Regions from separate parts of the Mus musculus genome. Here regions 2, 3, 4, 5, 6 and 7 are each linked to region 1. The links are chromatin contacts, called in public Hi-C, HiCAR-type and HiChIP or PLAC-seq maps. All regions are on one chromosome and are shown on one strand. The core of a region is the stretch at or near the end of the contact, and the rest is flanking DNA. Distances in the headings are between cores, read along the strand shown. Region 1 holds the start of Hs3st3b1 (heparan sulfate (glucosamine) 3-O-sulfotransferase 3B1). Region 2 holds the start of Pmp22 (peripheral myelin protein 22). Region 3 overlaps Gm30305 (a long non-coding RNA gene). Region 4 has its middle 64 kb from the start of Gm30305. Region 5 has its middle 110 kb from the start of Gm30305. Region 6 overlaps Gm29851 (a long non-coding RNA gene). Region 7 has its middle 15 kb from the start of Gm29851.

What was found. A called contact is a pair of places that touch in the nucleus more often than the background predicts. HiCAR-type assays count read pairs that join an accessible place to other places. HiChIP or PLAC-seq counts read pairs in DNA pulled down with a chosen protein or histone mark.
Region 2: a HiCAR-type map of astrocytes shows a contact between it and region 1, with 2.6 times the contacts expected there. The contact joins the promoter of Pmp22 here to the promoter of Hs3st3b1 in region 1. A contact is called at or near these places in 1 of 39 promoter capture datasets (embryonic stem cells) and 2 of 115 datasets of contacts at active chromatin or transcription factors (astrocytes and embryonic midbrain).
Region 3: an H3K4me3 HiChIP or PLAC-seq map of craniofacial prominence shows a contact between it and region 1, with 6 times the contacts expected there. The contact joins the enhancer-like site here to the promoter of Hs3st3b1 in region 1. A contact is called at or near these places in 2 of 39 promoter capture datasets (the 3T3-L1 cell line and hippocampal neurons), 1 of 484 Hi-C or Micro-C datasets (the N1E-115 cell line), 6 of 115 datasets of contacts at active chromatin or transcription factors (bone marrow-derived macrophages, craniofacial prominence, embryonic forebrain and 3 more) and 1 of 9 other capture datasets (macrophages).
Region 4: an H3K4me3 HiChIP or PLAC-seq map of bone marrow-derived macrophages shows a contact between it and region 1, with 10 times the contacts expected there. The contact joins the enhancer-like site here to the promoter of Hs3st3b1 in region 1. A contact is called at or near these places in 6 of 39 promoter capture datasets (the 3T3-L1 cell line, frontonasal cranial neural crest, hippocampal neurons and 2 more), 4 of 484 Hi-C or Micro-C datasets (the N1E-115 cell line, bone marrow-derived macrophages, reprogramming fibroblasts and 1 more), 7 of 115 datasets of contacts at active chromatin or transcription factors (bone marrow-derived macrophages, craniofacial prominence, embryonic forebrain and 3 more) and 1 of 9 other capture datasets (macrophages).
Region 5: a contact with region 1 is called in a Hi-C map of bone marrow-derived macrophages, with 5 times the contacts expected there. The contact joins the enhancer-like site here to the promoter of Hs3st3b1 in region 1. A contact is called at or near these places in 1 of 39 promoter capture datasets (hippocampal neurons), 1 of 15 datasets of contacts at CTCF or cohesin (pro-B cells), 1 of 484 Hi-C or Micro-C datasets (bone marrow-derived macrophages), 1 of 115 datasets of contacts at active chromatin or transcription factors (kidney) and 1 of 9 other capture datasets (macrophages).
Region 6: an H3K4me3 HiChIP or PLAC-seq map of embryonic forebrain shows a contact between it and region 1, with 4 times the contacts expected there. The contact joins the enhancer-like site here to the promoter of Hs3st3b1 in region 1. A contact is called at or near these places in 4 of 39 promoter capture datasets (the 3T3-L1 cell line, hippocampal neurons, second pharyngeal arch cranial neural crest and 1 more), 1 of 484 Hi-C or Micro-C datasets (the N1E-115 cell line) and 8 of 115 datasets of contacts at active chromatin or transcription factors (craniofacial prominence, embryonic forebrain, embryonic hindbrain and 5 more).
Region 7: a Hi-C map of the N1E-115 cell line shows a contact between it and region 1, with 10 times the contacts expected there. The contact joins the enhancer-like site here to the promoter of Hs3st3b1 in region 1. A contact is called at or near these places in 9 of 39 promoter capture datasets (the 3T3-L1 cell line, cranial neural crest, embryonic stem cells and 6 more), 12 of 484 Hi-C or Micro-C datasets (the N1E-115 cell line, adipose-derived mesenchymal stem cells, embryonic fibroblasts and 4 more), 13 of 115 datasets of contacts at active chromatin or transcription factors (craniofacial prominence, embryonic forebrain, embryonic hindbrain and 5 more) and 1 of 9 other capture datasets (embryonic stem cells).

Annotation. Positions count from the first base shown.
Region 1 is chr11:63,920,823-63,923,751 of GRCm38.p6, reverse strand. It overlaps Hs3st3b1 (heparan sulfate (glucosamine) 3-O-sulfotransferase 3B1), which reads left to right and starts at 1,468. Exons shown (of 2, transcript NM_018805.2): 1 at 1,468-2,418. The coding sequence starts at 1,865.
Region 2 is chr11:63,129,977-63,132,905 of GRCm38.p6, reverse strand. Pmp22 (peripheral myelin protein 22) reads right to left here and starts at 1,449. Exons shown (of 5, transcript NM_008885.3): 1 at 1,252-1,449.
Region 3 is chr11:64,670,658-64,673,586 of GRCm38.p6, reverse strand. The region is part of intron 3 of Gm30305 (a long non-coding RNA gene); the gene reads left to right. Among named protein-coding and RNA genes, the nearest start is that of Gm30305, 47 kb to the left of the region's middle. Within about 2 kb of position 1,531, at least 14 of the 459 cell types and tissues checked have an H3K27ac peak or open chromatin away from gene starts, as enhancers often do. A contact at or near this core is called in the N1E-115 cell line, craniofacial prominence and embryonic limb bud, where this site is marked.
Region 4 is chr11:64,653,928-64,656,856 of GRCm38.p6, reverse strand. No RefSeq gene overlaps it. Among named protein-coding and RNA genes, the nearest start is that of Gm30305, 64 kb to the left of the region's middle. Within about 2 kb of position 1,461, at least 20 of the 459 cell types and tissues checked have an H3K27ac peak or open chromatin away from gene starts, as enhancers often do. A contact at or near this core is called in bone marrow-derived macrophages, where this site is marked.
Region 5 is chr11:64,608,713-64,611,641 of GRCm38.p6, reverse strand. No RefSeq gene overlaps it. Among named protein-coding and RNA genes, the nearest start is that of Gm30305, 110 kb to the left of the region's middle. Within about 2 kb of position 1,446, at least 8 of the 459 cell types and tissues checked have an H3K27ac peak or open chromatin away from gene starts, as enhancers often do. A contact at or near this core is called in bone marrow-derived macrophages, where this site is marked.
Region 6 is chr11:63,244,915-63,247,843 of GRCm38.p6, reverse strand. Gm29851 (a long non-coding RNA gene) reads left to right here. Exons shown (of 4, transcript XR_388736.2): 4 at 1-547. Among named protein-coding and RNA genes, the nearest start is that of Gm29851, 3.7 kb to the left of the region's middle. Within about 2 kb of position 1,428, at least 9 of the 459 cell types and tissues checked have an H3K27ac peak or open chromatin away from gene starts, as enhancers often do. A contact at or near this core is called in the N1E-115 cell line and embryonic forebrain, where this site is marked.
Region 7 is chr11:63,263,303-63,266,231 of GRCm38.p6, reverse strand. No RefSeq gene overlaps it. Among named protein-coding and RNA genes, the nearest start is that of Gm29851, 15 kb to the right of the region's middle. Within about 2 kb of position 1,376, at least 25 of the 459 cell types and tissues checked have an H3K27ac peak or open chromatin away from gene starts, as enhancers often do. A contact at or near this core is called in the N1E-115 cell line and uterus, where this site is marked.

The DNA of each region.
Region 1 (2,929 bases), core at 219-2,718:
AATTCCGGGAGGGAGACAGTATGCACTCTGATTACCCCCACACTGTCTCAAATAGTTGAGTAAAGGGAGAAAGGATAAGATCGGTTCCGCTTCGCCCGCCGGTGCCCACCGGGAAGTGCAAGGCGCCTGTGGCCGCAGAGTGAGTCACCTCCTGCGTCCCCGCGGCCTGCACGGGGGTCGGAAGGAATGAAAATTCTGTCCCGGAACCGCACGCAGCCTGGCGTTGGAGGCCTTTCGGTCTTGCGGAAAATGGATTCCAGGCACCGAAAGGCTCTCAAGCCGCCACTTGGGTGAACGTCCCCATCCCGACTTTCCTAACTCCGATCGCCAGCGCAGAAATTTGGCCAGGCATCAGCGCCCGAGCTTCCCTCACCAGAGCTGACAGTTTCTGAGAAGACCCCTTTCCGGGCCGCCCCCCTGGACAAAGGTGCGAAACAAGGAAGCCTCGGAGTGGATTTTCACCATTAAATAAGTGCTAGTCACTACTCCTGAATTTACCCCATATCAACATTCGACTTAAAAAAAAGTTATTGGGGGAAAACGCCTAGGATTCAGTACAGAGTCATAGGTCAGAAACCCAACCAATCTTCTAAGCAGGGGCGGATGCCGGCTTAATTGTTTGTTCAAGAGAAAGAAGTTAGAACATCTATCAAATTAATGATGCCAAGGAACAGATACCCATATAAAACTCCGACATGTGACTTTAAGTTTCAACTAGTGTCTTTAAACTAAACAACCTTCCTTCTCTCTGTTCACCCCCCAGGCCTTTTCAGGAGAGTTTGGAAAGAGTGAGATAGTGTTTACGTCTGTCCCTATTAAGCGCCAGGCACAGGGAGACCATTCTGGACAATATTGAGAGAGCGGGAAAGTTAGTGACTTCCGCCGAGGTTTTCCCTACTTAAACTTCCTAAATCAGGGTCTGTTGGAGGCCCTTCCCTGAGCCCCGATTATGAAACTGGGTTTGCGGGTGGGGCTGGAAACACGTCTGGTCGGCTTTCCCTCTTCCATCCCTGTCTCTTTTCTGCAGCTTTTACACTCAGGAGCCGGATGGCGGGACCCTTGGATGAGGACTGGCATCTTTGTCACATAGGCAACTATAGCCAAGACTGGCCTCAGAAGCGAGTGTGGAAAAGCGCGCGTGTATAAGAGAGCGCCACTCAACCGGGTGGGACCTCTTTCAGCGTTGGGTCACTCCAGCATCCTCACCATCTGCTCCTGTCACCAGCCGATGGCCTCGCCTCCCTGAACCCGCCCCTTGAATTCTGAAGCCAATAGCAACCCCATACTGCTCTACCCCCCTTCGCGAACCCTTTCCACACCCCCACGTTCCGAGAGACGATTGGCTGTTTCGACTTGGGTGAAGCTCCGGCATTTGCATGCTGCTCGCGCCTCCTGGTAGGTAGCGCAGCCCGTCACTCGGAAGGCCGGGACCGCCCACTCCACCTCAGTGCTGGGCTCTCTTCCTGCGCAGTTCTCCGCCGCAGCCTCAGCGGGCAAGCGCCGGGGCTGCTCTCAATCTCCTGGCTGCGAGGAGGCAGCCCCGGCGAGCTGTCGTGCGCCCCGTCCAGAGTTACTGAGTGCGGGGCACAGCGTAACTGACAGCGCGTCTGCTCACAGTTCCCGTCGCCTGGACTTAGCTTTCCAACCCCGGCTTCTCGTGGGCATCATGTCAAGAGCCGTCGCCGCTGCAACCGCCGCCGCCACCCGGGGAAGAGCCGCAGCCTCGGCAGCCGCGCGCGCAGGAGGGCAATAAACCGAATCACTCCGGGCTCAAAGTGGCAGGGGACCGTCGCGGTGCTCTCTGTTCCGGCGGGACTCCTGCCATGTGCTGAGCCATGCCCCTGGCCGCGCCCGCGGGCCGCGTATGGGGCAGCGCCTGAGCGGCGGCCGGTCCTGTCTCGATGTCCCGGGCCGGTTCCTGCCGCAGCCGCCGCCGCCCCCGCCGCCGGTGAGGAGGAAGCTCGCGCTGCTCTTCGCCATGCTTTGCATCTGGCTGTACATGTTTTTGTACTCGTGCGCCGGCTCCTGTACCGCCGCTCCCGGCCTGCTGCTCCTGGGCTCGGGGTCCCGCGCTACTCACGCTCAGCCAGCCCTGGTCACAGCTCCGAATGAGACATCCCCTAAGATGCCCTTCCGGGCACCTCCGGCCAATTCGCTGGCTGCAGGCAAGGATAAGACAGTAGGCGCTGGGAGCCAGGAGGAGCAGAGTCCAGAGGCGCCGGACTCCCCCAGTCCCATCTCCAGCTTCTTCAGCGGCGCTGGGAGCAAGCAGCTGCCGCAGGCCATCATCATCGGGGTGAAGAAGGGCGGCACGCGGGCATTGCTGGAGTTCCTGCGCGTGCACCCCGACGTGCGCGCCGTGGGCGCCGAGCCCCACTTTTTCGACCGCAGCTACCACAAGGGTCTTGCCTGGTACCGGTGAGTTTCCTCTCCAGGGGCCGCTGCGCCGGCCGTGATCCCGACCGTGAGCCCCCACCGGCCGTTGCGCGTCAGGTGGGGAGGGAAGCAGGGGTACAACTTCCGTCAATTTAGGGCGGGCGGGGACCAAAGTGCGACCGCACATTGCTGGTGGACAGTTGGGGAGAAATCAGATGCTCCGGAGTAGGCTGAGACAGCCACCTACAGAAACTTTTAGCTTGGCACCGTTGGCTGGTATGCTGCGCCCTAGAACCATTTAGGTGATCTCTCCACAAAGACACCCACCCGGCAGCTACTGGGAAAGCGCCGGAGGAACCGGTTACCTTTTGGCTGTGGCCGCATCCCACGCGAATAACTCGGAGTGGTTAGGATTTTGTCTCTCTTGCAGCCAGGGACGCGGGGAGGAGTGTTGTGCGCCTCTGGGTCACAGCCTTTAACGAGCACCAACTGCTAGAGTCGCTTCTGCTGCCCAGATGGGGAGAGGGGCGCAGGCTAAGGCTCAGAGCCAAGG
Region 2 (2,929 bases), core at 200-2,699, 790 kb after region 1:
CAAGCCTCCGCCCAGCCTGGGCGCCTTTCAGGGCCCTTGGGACTTGGGAGGCTACCGAGGCCACGTCCCTGACCCAGTCACAGGGTGGATTCCCCCCGAGACTGGAGGCTCAGCGGGCGGCGCCAGGCTCACAGCCAGAGGCCTGGGGTCGCCCGCCACCCGAGGCTGGTTTCCCAGACCCCAGCGCGCCCCGCGTTCCGTTACTTGCCTCCAAGTTTCCACCCGTTTTTGCCAGCGGAGAGCAGCCGCCCCGCCCCCGGCTCGGCCTAGATGCTGGCGGCTGGGGGAGCGGGAGAGCAGGCGGGCTGGAGGATTGCCCGGCTCCGGAGCTTCCCGCGCGCAGGGTTCCGCGCCTTCCCTGCGCCCCGGGGGGTGAAGAGCCTTCAGCCCCGCCAGCTCCACAGGCACCCCCTGGACGGCCCCAAGGAGAGCTAGGCTGAGCCCGCCGCACTTGCGGACCCCTGTCCAAAGCCCCATCCCGAATAGATGCGCCAGGGGCCCTATCCCTTGGTTGCTGCTGACTGGAGGGAAGGAGACAGTGCGTAAAGAGGCTGATTGAGTCTGAGAATTCTCGCAAGTCAGAGCAGGCAAGACGTGTTTCCAAGGTCCGAAGATACTATCTCCTACCCTACCTCCCCCTCCACTTCAGACTTTAGGGAGCTAAAACTTGGGTGACCTGATAGTGAATGTGTACAGCCGTGAAAATCTGGCTGCAGCTGAGTGAACCAGTTAAGGATAGAACCTTAGACCAAGGAGACTTCTAAATTAGTTTTGACAAGTATTCTATCCCAGACACGTCCATTTTCCTCCCAAGGAACACATCAAAGACAAAAAGCCAGGAATGCACTGAAGATATAAGCAAGATTTTCCCCATGATTTCCAGAAAATTCAAATTTCATTGGATGGCTTCAAGTAGCAGAGACCAAGAACACCATAGGGCCTGCGGCTAGAACCCGAAGGACCAGAGACTCGTGTATTTTAACAGTACATCCTCTGGAAAGAATCACAAGGCCGCCCCAGCAACCCTCTATCCAGACACCGCCACCACCCTGGTCTGGACGATGCAGAGGCAGTCCTAGGTGTGTCCCTCCGGTAGGCTAGGATGTAGGAAGGGGTCTCCACGTTCTTGTCACAAGGCGGCCCTATGGAGGGTCAGAGCCCCGTCCCCGCTTTAGGCATAGCATTTCCAGATGATGCCCAGCTTTATGCCCCCCACCACCACCACCTTCTTCACTTTCCCTACCAACTTACTTTCAGTTCAAAGGGACAGCTATCTCAGAGCAGATTAGCCTCAGGCACAAACTCCGGTGCGTCCACTGGGTTGCTGGCGTCCCCAAAGACAGCTGTGCTGCGGGTCAGCGCGCGCGCAAAGCAAGGGGGCAGTGGGAGGCTCCCGGTGTTCCCCTTTAACGGGAACTACGCCCTATTTGCGTCGCTGCAGAAGGGTGTGTCCCAGGGTCAGCGTGTGCGGGAGGGCGGGCCTCCCTGAGGAGAGGGGGCAGGCGGGCGGGCGGGGCGCCGACTGCCAGACAGTTACTTGGACTTAAAGACACCCCCGGAAAAACCAGATCTCTGCAAAACCTCGACTTTTACTTAAAGCTGGAGGACCCTGGGCTTCTCGTCTCTCACCTTCCCTAGATCTGTGGTACTCGGGCCCTGTTGACCAATACATTGCACCTTCGCCCCTGTCCCCTCAGCGCACATGGATAAAGATTGCTAGATTTCGTACCCACCTCCCTGCCTCACTCCCCAAGTGCGCAGTGCTGGGTTCTCGGGAACACTGAAGTGAACTGTGCCCATTCGGGGACTGTGTAGCTGGATCACCTCTCCTACTAGCAGCCAGGACCTCAGGTCTTGGCGCACCTGACCTGCGCTGGGGTCTTAACTGGGCTAGTCTTTAAAACACCCATCCTCGCTATCCCTGTTTGTACCTAGAAAGTATGCTGGTTTACTGGGATTCGGGGTACATATCTAGAGGGCTAGGCTGGGACCCCAATCCAAGAGAGAAGGGAGGGGAGGAAAATCCAAGCTTGACGGACGGATGGACGGACAGACGGACAGAGGGGTGGGGCTCTAGGATCCGGCTCCTCCTAAGCTTGGCAAAACCAGATTTTACAACTGCATATAAGCTCCAGGCGAAGTTTGCCTGAGGCAAGCTGGCCTGGCTCCCAGCCTTGGCTGGAGTCCTGGCCATGGGGGTAGGGGTGAGAGAAGTGGCCATCTGAGGTGCAGGAAGAGCAGCCAGAGAAACTAGCTGATTCATAGGCACTTGAGTGTGGCCGCCCAGAGTTAAGAAGGGAGAGGCTAGCCAGCTCTTCTTGGAGATGTGCCCAACTAACCATCAGGTCACCTGTATTGGCTGACTGAGCAAGGAGCCCGTGTGTTAAAGTCTCTACCTGCATATCCACACCCTCCCTACCTGTTAAGAGCAGTGAGTCATAAAGCCCTGGGAGACTCAGATAGTTCCATATTATTTTGTTTTTTGACAGTAGCCGCTACTTGAGCTAATTGTATATGCTTGCTCATTACATAAAAAAATAAACTTGAAGCATTCTTCAGACAATGATCTTTTAAAATTTCTCATCGGATTAAAAATAAAGAGTATGTGTGACATTTTTATTCAGTTCCCTGCCAATGCCAGGTGTCGTACCTGTGCTTGGCACACAGGAGGCTGAGAGGAGATGCATGGCAGAGGTTGAAGCCAGAGCTCTGCACTCGGTCCACACCTAATCAACTAGTGCTCCTGTCGTGAGCATTCATTGAGCATTCAATGTTTTCCTCTGGGAAGAACGGCCGCTGCCTACACCGAAGGGCGTGGTGATCCTAATGACAGGCTCAGAGCCATTAGCTCTGTGTCTGGAACAAAACACAGGTCCAGTCCTCTAACACGCCCCTATTCTGAGCACACTACACTTAACAATCACAGCCC
Region 3 (2,929 bases), core at 282-2,781, 750 kb before region 1:
AGACCCCTGCACAATCATAATGTTGGGCTGAAAGAAATGTGTTTCCAATAAGCAGTATTTACTGGGGTTTAACAGTGTTGTAATGGTTACCTGTCTATTAGATGGTAGTCAAAGCTAAGGAAATGTGTTTTTAATAACCAATTGGCATTTCAAATACAGAAGATAACTGCCATGTGAAATCTGAGCCTGGATCCAACCCACACTTCAAACTTGTTCTTGAGAGTTCATTCACGAGGCTGAGACATAGGTGATCGGGCACTGTGCAAAGGATATCAAAAGGCTTAGAGTTTTGATTCCTCCCTCATGTACGTTCTCAAATTTTCTCTTTTCCTTCTCCCTTTTCCCTCGTTCCTGCCTAGTAGTTATTTTAATACTCCTTTTGTAATATCTCATTGGATTCAATTCTCTCCATGTGAAAAAAATCAGAATTATCCTTAGCTCTTTTAACTCCTTTCTACAGAAGTAGGTGGGGAGAAGTGGTGGGGTTTCTTTAGAGCCAGTGCTTTCTATTGCTTTGCAACAATAGTTTCAGCCACTTGCTCCCTAAACCATCTTAAAAGCAGCCATTCTCCAAAGGTGCCCCAGGCATTCCTCACTGTCTCTTGCATACGTGCATTTTATCTAATCTTCATAAAACACTCGCTCGGTGCCCGTGCCACAAAAATCAAATGCTCAAGCCTTGTGCCAATGCTTTCTAGGAATTATAGGTCAGAGAGGAATGAGGTTCAGCTAAATCATAATGACAGTGGACAAACACCGTTCCCAGGGGTCTGCAAGAAGCTGTTGCCCAACACAGAGCCAGCTGGTGGGGACTACAGGAAGCCCCAAAAAGGCTGCTGTGTCAGAACTGTCGCCTAGTGTTAACAGCACTGAGGACGCTCTTCTCTTGTGTGCCTCTTAGCTCATAAGACACATGACCTGACCATTGCCATCCTCAGTCTTTTCACCATACATGCATTATCCATCTGCCTAGAACGTCCTTTCCTTTCCCTTCTCAATGGCTATGTCCTGCTCATACGATGTAGTTCAGCTCCCATCAAAAGGAGTCACATAAACATCTTCTCATTCATTTTTATGCCCTCCCAGGATCATACGGTGCCCAGACCTTCTCATTCTCTTGAATAGTTTCTAGTGTTCCTTAAGCACCAGGGGCACTCTAGAATGACCCTGCGAATATAATGGTTCCTGTCTGACTTGCCCTAAGAGGAGTGCCTCCCCATGAAGGTTGGAGTTCTCACAGGGATCTCAGAATATCGCAAGAGCAGGAAGGAGTGTCCAGAACACCTCTGGAGCTCAGCTTAGAAAAGAATTTAAATCGAACTTTGGCAATGATATGCAGCACCCTCAGTCATATGGTCTAATGTGGTATTTGGCATGCAATTAACTACAGCCTTGCCAGCCCTGCAGCAAGGCAGATAATGGGGAGAAGCCTGAGGCAGGAGGAATGCTGCTGTTGCTAATGTTGCTTCAAAGCCTCTTAGGAAAGAGCTCATTATGAGCATGCTCCTAACTCCCTGCCTCTGCCAAGTGTCAAACTTCATTAAGGGGGTGGAGGAAGATCAGTTGCAGAGCAGTGCTAGTCTGGGCCAAGCCTGTGCATATGTGTGTGGGGTGCTCCCCATGCGCCCCCCCCCCCCGAGGGGGGGCTGACCAGGACACAGTTAGCAATTCCTCAACTGCAGTTGAACTTGACAGGCTGTGAGCTTCTTGCCCAATTGATCCATGCAACACGTGCACATTTTGAAAAGTGGAGATGTGTTGAGAGGTGGTTCAGTACTTCATTGAAATTTCTGATTGAATTGCTTACCATAGTGCCCTCTCCTCCTGGGCAATTCCCATGGCCTCATGGCAGTACTCTTGCTTGCTTTAAAATTCTTGTTTGTTGGAAGCAGTTTCTTCTGTTAGCAATGATGGTGATGATCTTGCACATTAGAACACCTTTGAAGAAAGAGTATTCAGCTTTCTGATTTTTTTGTTTTGTTTTGTTTTTCTTTTTTGTTTTGTTTTTCTTTTTGTTTGTTTCTTTTGAGTTTTTTTTTTAAATTGTTTTTGGGATTCTTTTTGAACACTCATGTTAAATGACTGAGTTTCAGGCCTATTAAAAAATCATGAAATTAGACACTATCATGCCACTTATTATACTAAAAGAAACAGATTCAGGAAGAACAAAGTGTTCCTGAGGGTCCCTCAGGTGGGGACCCCAATAGATTTCTCACCTCAACCATTGCACCTCACAGTATAGATCCTGGTAATGTCTGAGGAATGGTCTAGACACAGAGAAATATATGAGTCAAATACTCTTTTTTTTCTCTTTTTTTTAATTAGGTATTTTCCTCGTTTACATTTCCAATGCTATCCCAAAAGTCCCCCATACTCACCCCCCCAATCCCCTACCCACCCACTCCCCGTTTTGGCCCTGGCATTCCCCTGTACTGGGGCATATAAAGTTTGCAAGTCTAAAGGGCCTCTCTTTCCAGTGATGGCTGACTAGGCCATCTTTTGATACATATGCAGCTAGAGACAAGAGCTCCGGGGTACTGGTTAGTTCATATTGTTGTTCCACCTATAGGGTTGCAGTTCCCTTTAGCTCTTTGGGTACTTTCTCTAGCTCCTCCATTGGGGACCATGTGACCCATCCAATAGCTGACTGTGAGCATCTACTTCTGTGTTTGCTAGGCCCTGGCATAGTCTCACAAGAGACAGCTATATCTGGGTCCTTTCAGCAAAATCTTTCTAGTGTATGCAATGGTGTCAGCATTTGGAAGCTGATTATGGGATGGATCCCTGGATATGGCAATCACTAGATGGTCCATCTTTTCGTCACAGCTCCAAATTTTGTCTCTGTAACTCCTTCCATGGGTGTTTTGTTCCCATTTCTAAGAAGGGGCAAAGTGTCCACACTTTGGTCTTCATTCTTCTTGAGTTTCAT
Region 4 (2,929 bases), core at 212-2,711, 730 kb before region 1:
CCCCTCCTCCTTTTCCTTGCTCTGAAGTCATGTTGATTTAGGGTAATACAGATACTTTGACTTTCTTTTGAATGGCATCTATGTTTCCATGTCTTCAAGTAATTAATTAGTTAACTGTCTAATCAGCTAATTCCTTTTGTGGTGCTGGACTCAAACTCAGGGTCTTTCCCAGGCTAGGTAAGCAATGCTAACACTGGAGCATTTTGCCCAATCCTGATCTCATTCCTTCTACTTTCTGGTTTGTTTTTAAAGTGTGTGTGATGGCTATTCTTGGTTGTAAACTTGACAAATCTGACATGAACTAAAATTAGAACATAGTTGGCACGTGAGTGAGGCTGAAATTGAAGTAGGAAGGTCTACTTCTAATCTGAAGCTTAAGGTAGTAAGACACTTGCTTTTAATCCTGATCCTGAGGTTGGAGGACGAATACCTTTAATCTAGATCTCAAGGAGGGAAGCCACACCTTTAATCTGGGCTTTACATTCTGCGGATGCCTATAGAAAGACATGGAAGAAGAATGATTTTGCTCTTTGTCTACTTATTTTTACCTTGCTATTGAGTCAATTGCATATATGATTATTATATAAGTATATATAATCATATATATTATGTTATTAAATTAAGTCTCTACATACACACACACATGTTTTAAATGGTTAGACCTCCACCTTTTAAATGGTTAGACCATTCACATTTAATGTGACTATTAACACCAAATCAGTATATAGCACACTTTTTTAAAAAACCTATTTGTTATATTTGTTGCTTTTATCTTTCCCTTCTGCATTGCCTGGTTTTATTTAAACATTTGTTTATTTCCTTAGCAAATAAACCATATTTCTTTCAATAAATTAGTGGCTTCCCTAGAGCTTACAAGACACACTTGTAATTGACCTAAGTCAACTATTACAAAATTATAGCACTTCACATAGGCATCTTGCCATAGAATATTCTAAAGTCCTCCTTCCTGTCCCTATGACAGTCTAGCCATAACATGTGTTGATTCATATGTTAAAGTTCCAAAAGTCATCATAATTGCTGCTTTAAGTTATGATACTTTGTGTTGACTAAGAATTCAAAAATAATTTTAGTTCCGGTGTCTTATTTCTAGCCTCCCGTTTTGATTCCTTCCTCCTAGGGTTCTTTCATGTTGATCAATTTCTCCAGTCAGAACTCTTTACACATTAATCATTGCTAATTTAAATCTCCAGTTCGATACATTTTAGTTTGTTGCCCTATCTTAGTTTGATCCTAATATCTGGAACTTTGGACTATTATTTTTTGAATGTTATAGTTCATTGTGATTTGTGTTTGAAGGGAAGGCAACATACATAAAGCAATGGGAACCTTGTTTCAGCTTTAAGTTTTAAATTAATCTGTGTAGAGAGTGGGTTATGACTATGTCTCACTTCTCCTTCAGCTATAATACAATGGTGATGTCATCCTACCCCCATGGCATGGGAAAGGGAAGGATGTTGCAATCTTAGAGTTTACTCTGTTTTTTTGTGGGTTTGTGGCCTCACTCCTGAGTTAACGCCTTCCCTACTGACTCCCTAGCTGTAACAGGAAATCTAGAAGGAATTACCATGGTGGGGAAAACACCATCCCCCAGGCTTCTCAAGGCTCTGGTGAAGTCCTTCACCACACTGCAGGCTCTTGAAGGAAAGAACATGGTGGCCTGTTTCATCATGAGCTTCACTTAATTTCCTCCTGAGAACCTGGTGGTTTTCCTGTATGTAAAACTCCAGGAAGCATGTCTCATCCCTACATCCAAAGCTGTGGCTCCCAGGGACCTGCACCTTTGGCTTCTAGTGCCTCCTCAGGTTTACTGTACATACTAAAACTTCTGATACTTGGCACCTCAGCATCTTCTGCTTCTGAAAGCAAATCTGCTATGTCTGGCATTATGTCCATCTCTCTAGATTGGAGGAATTTGTCTGTGACCTCACGTCTTGGGAAAACCCATGAAAGTCGAACAGTCTCCAGTTTACAGCTTTGTGTTTTATAAAGATGAGCTAGACATCTGCAGGCTCCTTTCCTGTCAGGGTGAAAACTGAGGCCTTTGCCTTTTTTTTTTCTTTTGAGTCTTTTTGGAGTCTACTCCCCCCTTACTTTGTGGCTTATCTCTTTTCTTTCAAAGTTTTCATACAGACTCAGAACTGCCCTTAGTACCCCAAGTCTTTTACACTGCAAACAAACTACTTCTATTGCCCCATACTGTACGTTTCAGATGTCCACAACCTATGGGCATCCATGCTGATGAAAGCTGATTCCTTATCCTCACATCCCAGACTCTGTAGATTTCCTCCAAATTTGCTATTGCCTGCCCTCTAAGAGGAAACACATAATCCATACTGGGAATCTCATCTCCTTGTCCCTCCAGGTAACCCCAAACTCTGCCTTTTCTCTAAGGTTCAGTCTGACTCCCATTTTCACCCCAAAGCCACACAATGCTTCACGGGTAGAAAAAGCAATCTTTCCAAAGGGCATCCTAGAAGCTTTGAGCTCAGTCTGATAACAGAACAGGAATTCTCTCAAGGACGCAGAGCTGGTTGGATTCAGAGCTGGGTGAAGAACACACAAAGCCTTTTCTCCCATTCATGACTCACCGAAGGAATAAGCTCTGTGTTGTTGCCCTTGGCAGCCCACCCCCTGAGAGCCAGACTTAGTGAAGAAGAGCTGAGCTTCAGCCCCCTGTGATTTCCATGCTGGTCCTTGGAAACTCCCACAGAGTACGGAATAGTGATGAGCATCCAAGCCATACCTGGATAGGTAGACCAGTGAGAACGTTCCAAAAAAGGCTCTGAGAGACTCCGTTAGGGTTTCTCAGCAAAAAAATCTGTTTTCAATTTCCATATAAAAACTATGTGAGCCATTTTAAACATAAATGTCTATAGTTAGTTCGCAAGAAAAGTAGTCAGTGCTTTTA
Region 5 (2,929 bases), core at 197-2,696, 690 kb before region 1:
TCTTAAATTACTAGTGGATTTGTGCCCAGCACTACATTGGGCGCCATCTATTGTGGAGAAATATTGAAAAATGAATCCACCAACTCTCAGAAGGGGTCAGGCCACGCTTCCTCACTCCTGCCACCACCAGCAGCTCTCTGGAGCTAGCCCCCATGCCATGTGATCTCACTCTGCTTTGTCTCTCAGCTCACCAACTCTCTGTCCCCGAGAACCATCTCTTAGCCAGGGGACCTGTGTTCCTCTCACTTCCACGCATTGACCTATGCACACCTGGTTAGCCATCTCAACACCTAATTACCTGGTAGAATTAAGACTTTTTTGGCTTATGGTTAACCAATTAGATTCATGTATTAATAATATCACATTTTACAAGATGCCAATACAATAATTTCAGAGCCAATTGATAATGATAAAACTTTAACCCAATTATTCTAACCTTTAGATAACACCACATCCGCCTCTATTCTGGTTCTTTTTCCCTCCTCTCTCCTGTGACCTTTCTGTCATTCTTCCCAACTCCTAGTTCTGTCTTCCTTTTCCTGTCCAATCACAGGCCTGCCACTTCCCTAATGTGATTGGACAGAGAAAATCCTACAACAAGGTAGACCTTGCTCACTCTGACGGAGCAGTACCAGCTACACAACAAGCTAGAACCTCGGCATGTTTTCTATATAACAGGACAAGGAGGGTTAGTTAGTCTCAGTAGCAGGTCTCTGAAGAGGAAGTCTCTGGTTTCAGTCATCCAGGAGGAGGAAGCTGCTCTTGCCAGTTTTTGCACACACTGGCCAATAGTTCATAAACAACGGGGTTTGGACCAAAGGACAGTTTAGCTCTTGCCTCTGTACCTCACCTGGAAGAAGGCTTTGCTGATTCCCATGTGTCTTAGATATTGGTGTACATGGCAAGGCTGTCTCAATATCAACACTATATATTCACTCAGACTTCATCCACTCCTTACTCATTCACTTGGAGCTTTCTCATCTTCCTGTACCTGAGAATGATATGCAATTGTCAAGACAGATTCTTCTGTGGGAGGGTAGGAGCTAAGCTGTGATGGGTGTCTGTGGCCAGACAGGATGTTCCCTTGCTTTCTCAGTTTCTTCCTCAGTGATTTGTTCTCAGTTCCTCTCCCTCCCTCGTCCCCCCTCTCTCTCCCTCTCTCCTTCCCTTCCCCCTTTCATCCTTCCCTCCTCTGTTTCTCCCTCCTCCTCTCTATAGCAATGGGAGATGCTGAGCAAAATGCATAGAGTGGAATGTTTAGAAAGCAAAGCAAAGAAGCATCAAGCATATGGGAACCGAGAAATAAAATATTAGCTATAAAGAATACTGAGAATGGAGGATAGAACTAAGGCAGGGAATTCTGTCAGCCATACTGCAGTGACCCAGGTGACGGAGGCCGGGCATGAATGCAAGCCAGCACAGAAAGGGAAGGGTAGCTTTCTCACAGCTCTCCAGTGTCTCTGACAAATAAAATGGAATTTCAAGGTCTGAGAATGAAAGCAGAACTGAGTAGGTGGAGGAAAACGGTGAAGGATGAAAACCACCGAGAGCAAAATTTGAACGAGGATCAAGATGACCTCAGATGACGTCATAATGAGGACTGACACAGAACTGGCTGTCCCATAATCCCAGGATGACATTCAAAGAAAATAAAAGTAACTACAACACTAAAAATGAAGTTGTTGTACACACTAGCAAAATTATGCTATTAATGTTGGCCTTCTGTAATTCAGTTGTTGTAAACACAATCCCTACATTCATATGTTCAAGGCACTGAGAGGGAGAACCTTTGAGAGGCAATTGTCTTGCGTTATGGAGACTCTGGCCATATTATTTGGTCAATCTACTGAATTGTTGGGTTAATGAGTTATTATGACAATGGTTGGTTATCCTGCCATTCGTCTGTTATGAAGTTGACTATCTCATGCAGGCCCTTTTACTCATGTGATGTTTAGAGGTTGGTTGAGCCTCTTTAAAGATTCTACCAGAGAAGTCCCCAGTAGATACAATACTTGACCTCAGACTTAGCCTTTAGAGCTGTGGGTAGGACAATATTATTTATTCTCTGTAAGTTTTCTAGTCTGTGGCATTTAGTTATAGTAACTAAAATTAGACTGGGGCAATGTTGTTATATACCTGCACATAATCTTTATTCTTAGAGGGCTATTTTCTGTTGAAATTCTTCAAATCACATCCTTTATTCCATCATTGGGAAATCCGTGAACACTCTGATACCTGTGTGCTTAATATTTTATTCCTGGGACCAATATACTGAATTCTAAGTAGAAGACCATCTTGTAGCCCCATCCTGCCCTTCAATTGTCTGGCTGCCAGCAGGCCTAAGGTGTATCTAGAGTGCTCTTGAGTATAACGTCTACAGTCTGCCTTTGCAAAGTGTGACACAGACAGACTCAATTCAACAGCAGAGACTGTTAAGTGCCTGTTGTGTGTTGACACTCTTCCACCTTCCTATTAATAACTGGGAGACTAAGTGTCCTCAGAGATAAGGATGTTGAAGGATGAAGTGGAAGAGCTATGCAAGTGAGCTTTAATATAACCATTAAATTAGTTCTGCAAATGAGCTAGGAAAAAGTCTAGTTCAAAAGCTGCATCTGACTCTCTGCTGGAGTTTGTCTGTCCTGATGGTAAGGGATATATGCTTAAATAAATGTAGCACCGCCAGAAATCTGAAAACATTGTGCTGTGCTGGAGTAGGGGATTAGCTACACCTGAGGAAGTCATGAGAGGGGAACATTTGCTGTGGAAACTGTCTTCTTTGTCTTTATTTTCTTGTCCTCTCTTTCTTCCTTTCTAATCCACTGTCAATAAGTACAGACCAAATGTGCCTGGTAACTGGAATCACTACCATGCACTGATCAGTGACAGTTATGTTCTGCAAAATACACCCTTAGGTGATGTTGCTAAGTGA
Region 6 (2,929 bases), core at 179-2,678, 680 kb after region 1:
TCAACTTTCCCAATACATGAAAATGGAAATGGAAAACTGTACAGCATCAGCATCAGCATCAGCATCAACCAACCTGGTCCCCATGAGGCCTATTGACTGCTTCGTTCATGGTTATCTAATCACTACTTACCAGCTTTGGCTCTTGCTTTGGTGGCACATAGACATTGGCTAAACCTTTATGGAGATCCCCCACCTGCTAAGTCATAGCACCATGTAAGTGCCAGCTCTGGGCACATGTAGAAGCAAATGAGAAATGATAACCACTTGAAAGAGCTTTGCTGTGAAAGGTGAATGAAGCACCCACACCGTATAATCTGTGCATTGGTTAAATGAAAGAATTCTGTCTCTGTTGTAGAGTTTATCTGGCTTTGTGTGTGGCTTTTTTTAGATACATTAGGGAACAATATAGAAGGACCATCCATATTAAATATCTAAAACTATTCAGGGGAAGGAAGAGAGAGAGAATTTTTACAACGCTATATTTGTGCACTTCCTTTGTGGGAAGCTTCCAGTCAATGTCTTTGAAGCCTGCCCTTATGATACATGATAGGTGACAGAGTCAGGCAGTGAGCCTTGGGGTCCTCTTTGAAACCTGTTGGCAAAGGCTGGATCACATTTGGGACAATGGAGGACACAGAGAGGGTGGAAAGACAGAATCCATCATGGCTCCTACAAGAGCAGAACAAAGGAAGTCTGCCTCCTGTCTCCACCACCGCTCCAAGCGGGTTGTGTTCACTTTAAAATCATTCCCCAGGACAATAAAAAGTTAAGGAAACAAGGCCATGCGTGGTGGAGGGCTCTAGTAATCCCAGCACCCTAAGAGCAGAGACAGAAGGATTGCAGCCAAGTTCATCGAGGCTCACCTGGTCTACACAGCAAGTTCCAGGCCAGCCAGTGCAAACACAAGACCGATCAAACCCAAAACACCAAACAAACATTAAAACAACATCTGAAGGAAACATGCCTTTGTAGAGGGGTGGAATTCGGTACTGTACTTCCAATAAAAGGTAGAATGTTGCATTTCCTTGAACATAAACAAAAGTCAATGTAGAACAAAGAAGACAAGCAGAAGCCAGGTGTGAGGGGGTGGGATTTAATGCTTAATTGACTTGTGATCATTTCTGATCATCCATTCTCTCACTAGACTCAATGCAACCACTTTACTAAGAGAACCCGTTCATTCTGTATCAATAGTGTCTCTCTAATGAGAAATAAACGAGGGATGGCCTTTTTAATTGCCTTAGAGTGATTCCTTCTTTTAGTTCTAGTGGGCTGCCCGAAGTCTGCTGCTTAGGGGCTCTTCCTGCTTTCAAGGGCTTTCTCAGCAGCTTCCTTGCAGAAATAAAAAGGAGCTGCTCACAGCACCTCAGCTGCACACAATTAATCCCCTGCCAGGATGCTGCTGGTTGAATGATTCAGCAGCCTTTCAAAGGGCCTGACTAATCATGCACAGCCAACATGTGCTGCTACGAAGTTAATCCAACATGCAACGTCAAGAAATTAACCAGATTTATTCACAGGGGGGCAGGGGAAGCACAGAAACCAACAGAGGAAGGCTGAGAGGAAGAGGGTAGCCCCCACAGGGCCAGGAAGTCCACTGTGAGAACATAGAATTGTCCTCCTTGTGGAGGCTGGGATAGTCCATGGGCGTAGGCGCTTGTCAATTTGTAAGTCATTATTTCGAGGGAAAGAAGTTCGGTGATAAAGTACCAGTGTTAATTAGGATTTCGCTCCTAGTGCAGAACTTCTCACTACTGCTGGGCCTTCTACTCAGTTTCCTCTTATATGAACATCCTATAGAAGAGTTAGACTTGCCAAAGCTAAGAAATTAACCTTGGTAGATTACTTTTAGTTAAAAGACATTTGTGGATTGTACTAGTTTCTGGGTGGTTTCATGTTGTTCAACAACACTGCCCCATGCCCCCAATCCAAGGTCATAATCTGTTTAGTCAAATACAACTGTAAATGTTAGATCGTTTTCTTCTAGATTTACAGAAAACTGCAAAAACAGAAGGCACATAGTGCCCTGCCACCCCCCACCCCCCCCACCCCCACCCCCCGTATCCACCACACAGTTTTCTCAGCCATGGCGTCCTGGGTAAATTTCCATGTCAAAGCGTGAAGCTGACCCCTGGGCTAATACAGAGTGTGCTTGATGTCCTGCGCATGCATGTCCCAGTCAGATCCAGTCTTAAATCACATTTTACCTCAGAACCAAGAAGCTCTGTGTTTCCCTAAAACATCTCTCCACGCTCTCTGCCCCAGGAGGACATTAGCCCACACAGGTAAACTGGGAGATGACACTGATCCTCAAATACACGGCTCAGAGAAACAAAGGTCCTCTTGGAGCAATGCCTGTTCAACAGTCTTAGGAGAATGGGTCTGTGGCTAGCCGTTACGATGATTAAAAATCCAGACCTTTAAGCCTCATTGTGCTGTAGTCTGACCCTTCCTTCCCTTCAGTCTCAGCTCTGCTCTTCAGAGCGTGTATGGTACAGGAACAGGAAAGAGAGTAGCCACAGTGAACTAGCCAGCAAGGCGGCAGCACACCCCAGCCCTGACCACCTAAAGCCAGGCCACACACACAGTATCACAGTGCAGAAACTCGGGCCCACAGTGCCTGGACAGCCCAGTGGCTCGCATGAGCATACCCTAGAACCTTCCTAGTCCTGAGATTCTTTAACACAGTGTGTCATACTGTGGTGACCCCCCCCCCCCAAGCGTAAAATTATTTCGTTGCTACTTAGTAACTGTAATTTTGCTACTGTTATGAATAATAAATATCTGACAGGCAGGATATCTGATAAGTAGCCTCTGAAGGGATCGTGGCCCACGGGTTGAGAACCACTGCTCTAGAATATCTGCAGGGGTTGGAGGATGGGGATGGGGGTGCTTGTTTTATCTTACAGCTTCTTTGACATGGCTGCTT
Region 7 (2,929 bases), core at 127-2,626, 660 kb after region 1:
ATTTTCTAATGGCAAAGAGATCATCAATAGATTCAGGGGCGTGTGATAGGCTGGAAAACTATTTGCTAACTGTGCTGAAAGTGAGTGGTGGACTGTCTCTACCACACAGAGAAAGATGAAGGAATCGTCTGAAAGTCAAATTAACAACAGACAACTGGGCGTGCCCTAATCAGGATAAAGTTGAATCCAGTGAAAATGCAAAAAGCCACTAAGTGTAAGTCAAGAAGGTCACTTTTATTAGGGAACAAATAAGTAGAATCAAATAAGGAACAAGCCTTCCTCCATCCTGGACTAGAGGAAATAAAGAAAGGGGACTATGACCATGACAATCAGGATGCAGCCCTAGGTCTCAGTCAATGTTCTAAACATTTTATATACAGCATCCCACTAAATCCCATCATGGCGCTCCTGGCCATCTCCATGTATAGATCAGAAAACTGTATGTACACATAAAGAGTAGTCATGTAAGTTCTCTGATGTTTACTGTCCTATTCTGAGCTTCTTCATGTAAAAACTGTTGAACAACAGGACACAGAGACAGACATATGCCTCTAATATCAGCATTGTCTAGGCAGGCAAAAGGGTCTGGAGAGCTCAAGCCCAGATTCACACACACAAGAGTTTGAGGATAGCCTGGGCTATGTGTTCTATGTCTTAGAACAAAAAAAAAAAAGAAAACCCGCTGATCAGAACAAAGCAGACCATTTACATGATGCACAGTCTATAGATGTGCTTATGAAGTAATAGATTATGATGGCTTTCTGAATAATGTACAGATGTAGGTCTCATTTTTGAAAGAAAGAAAGGAAGAAAGAAAGAAAGAAAGAAAGAAAGAAGAAAACAAAGAGGGAGGGGAAAGGTGGGCACCATATGTGTGTGCCAGGTGGGCATGTGTGTTTCTGCATGCAGAAAAGGATGGCGGGACTAGAGATTGGAGTAAGCTAAGCAGAGGCTAACAGCCCCACAGGAAAGCTCCGTAGCCCTGTATCCTTTTGTCATCCTATCCCCTCTAGAAAGTATTTTCAGAGTCTAGGAACAATTCAACAAACTAGAATAAAATAATTTTGTGATTATGAACTTCTGCACCCGGGATGAAACCAACGTCTTCCAAACGTCACTGCCTCTCATGCTTGACTCCCACTTATTAAAAGAATAAATCTTTCCATTCCATCTACAAAACCTACTGGGAGGAGGATAAAACCGATTATGTTGTCTTCATATTGGGGGGCGGGGAAGGAGGGTAAATAATGACCGTTCTCACCCGGAACAGCAACTCAAATAAATGAAAGGGAAGGTTCTCCTTTGGAAAGTATCTGAGCATCAGAGAGAAGTCAGATTGCACAAGTTTCCCTTGTCTATACAGTCACTCACTCGGCATGCACGGGCTGTGGTTTACTTTCCGTTTGGCATGCCACATTGTCACCTTTCTCTGTGCTTTGTAAGCACTTCCTAGGGGCTTTGGATCAGGTATAGTGTCCCCCTCGAGTCCTCTCTCAACACAATTCCAAAACTGTTCAAGACTTCTGGAGACATATTCAGTCCCAGTATCAAATAAAACTGGTTTTCTTGCCCCCTCTAAAACCTAGGAAGAAAAGAATAAGTAAAACCTTAGACTTTTCAAGTGTTTGTTAGGGCTGCTCTCCTCCTCCCTCTCCTGGGCACAGGCAGTAATTGCATGACCCTGCCCACTGGGGTTAGATGCAGGACATGATTCATCTAATTGAAAAGTGATTAGAATTTTGAAAGAACTGGTAACTGAGTTTCCTGTCTCCCTTTTTCATGATAAGGGTGCACGTGAAGAAACAATTTCATCAGTACAGCCTCTCAGTTCTAGGCTGAGTAGCAGAACAGGTGTGGACAAACGCACCTGCTGTCAGCCACTGAACCTGGGCATTGCTGTGGCCACAGCCTAACATGGCTAATGAGCTCCTTAAAGTTTTAGTTTCAACCATATACCTCACTGTGCAGACTAGTGCCTTGCAACTGGAGACCACTTCATCATTGTGGTGTGGTCTCTGCTCTTTGGAAAAAGAACCACTGTTTTAGACATTGTTTCTCAAAGGATGTCCTGAGAGGGTGGCTGAGCACAGAGTAGTAAGTAGGGCATTGGTTTCCTTGTTGCATCAACAATAACAACAAAATCAAAGCAGAGCCCTCAACCATGGTGTGGAAGGCAAGGTGGCAGGGTCTTGAAGCAGCTGGTCTGGTAGCAACAGCGATGGATGGCTATGCCCAGTTCTCTTCTCCTTTTTATATCCTCCTGGGCCCAGGGAATGGTGCTGCCAACTTTTAGCGTGGGTCTTCGCACCTCAGCTAACCTAATCAACAAAATGCCCTTTTGACATTCCCAGAAGTCAAAAATAACTCCACCTCAGAGTTAAGCAGAGGTTTGTCTCCTAGGTGACTACAGATCTCTTGTGTTTCACTCTCATGCTTTTATGCAGTGGCCTTTCAGCACCTTCTTGCAGGGAAATCAACTCTGCCACACACTCCCCTGCCTCAGGAGCCCTCTGGACCTTGATACAAGAGACCATGACCTCCCCAACCTTGCATCTCCCATTCCCTCAGCAGATTATGAACAATGCTGCCAAGCTCTACCTCCAGCTCCAACTCCTTTTGGACCTCAATTGCATATGTAGCCTGACTATGGGGAAATGCTTTCCTATAGAGTTGCTCTTGATCCAGGGGCCCATTTAGTGCTATTTTTGGTTTCTTCTTTCTCCTTTTGAGTGAATTTATGTTTTCTCAAGGTAGAGCCTTACTTTCAGGACACCTTTCCTATTATCCTGTGAGGAACACTGGCTTCCCTTTAACGACCTTGACCTCTTTAACAACTACAGGTACCTGTCATCTGCCCTCTTCCTGTTTGAAACCTTAAGCTTTCTCATATGCACTTCTTCACCGAACTTCATATTTTCCTTAACTTTCT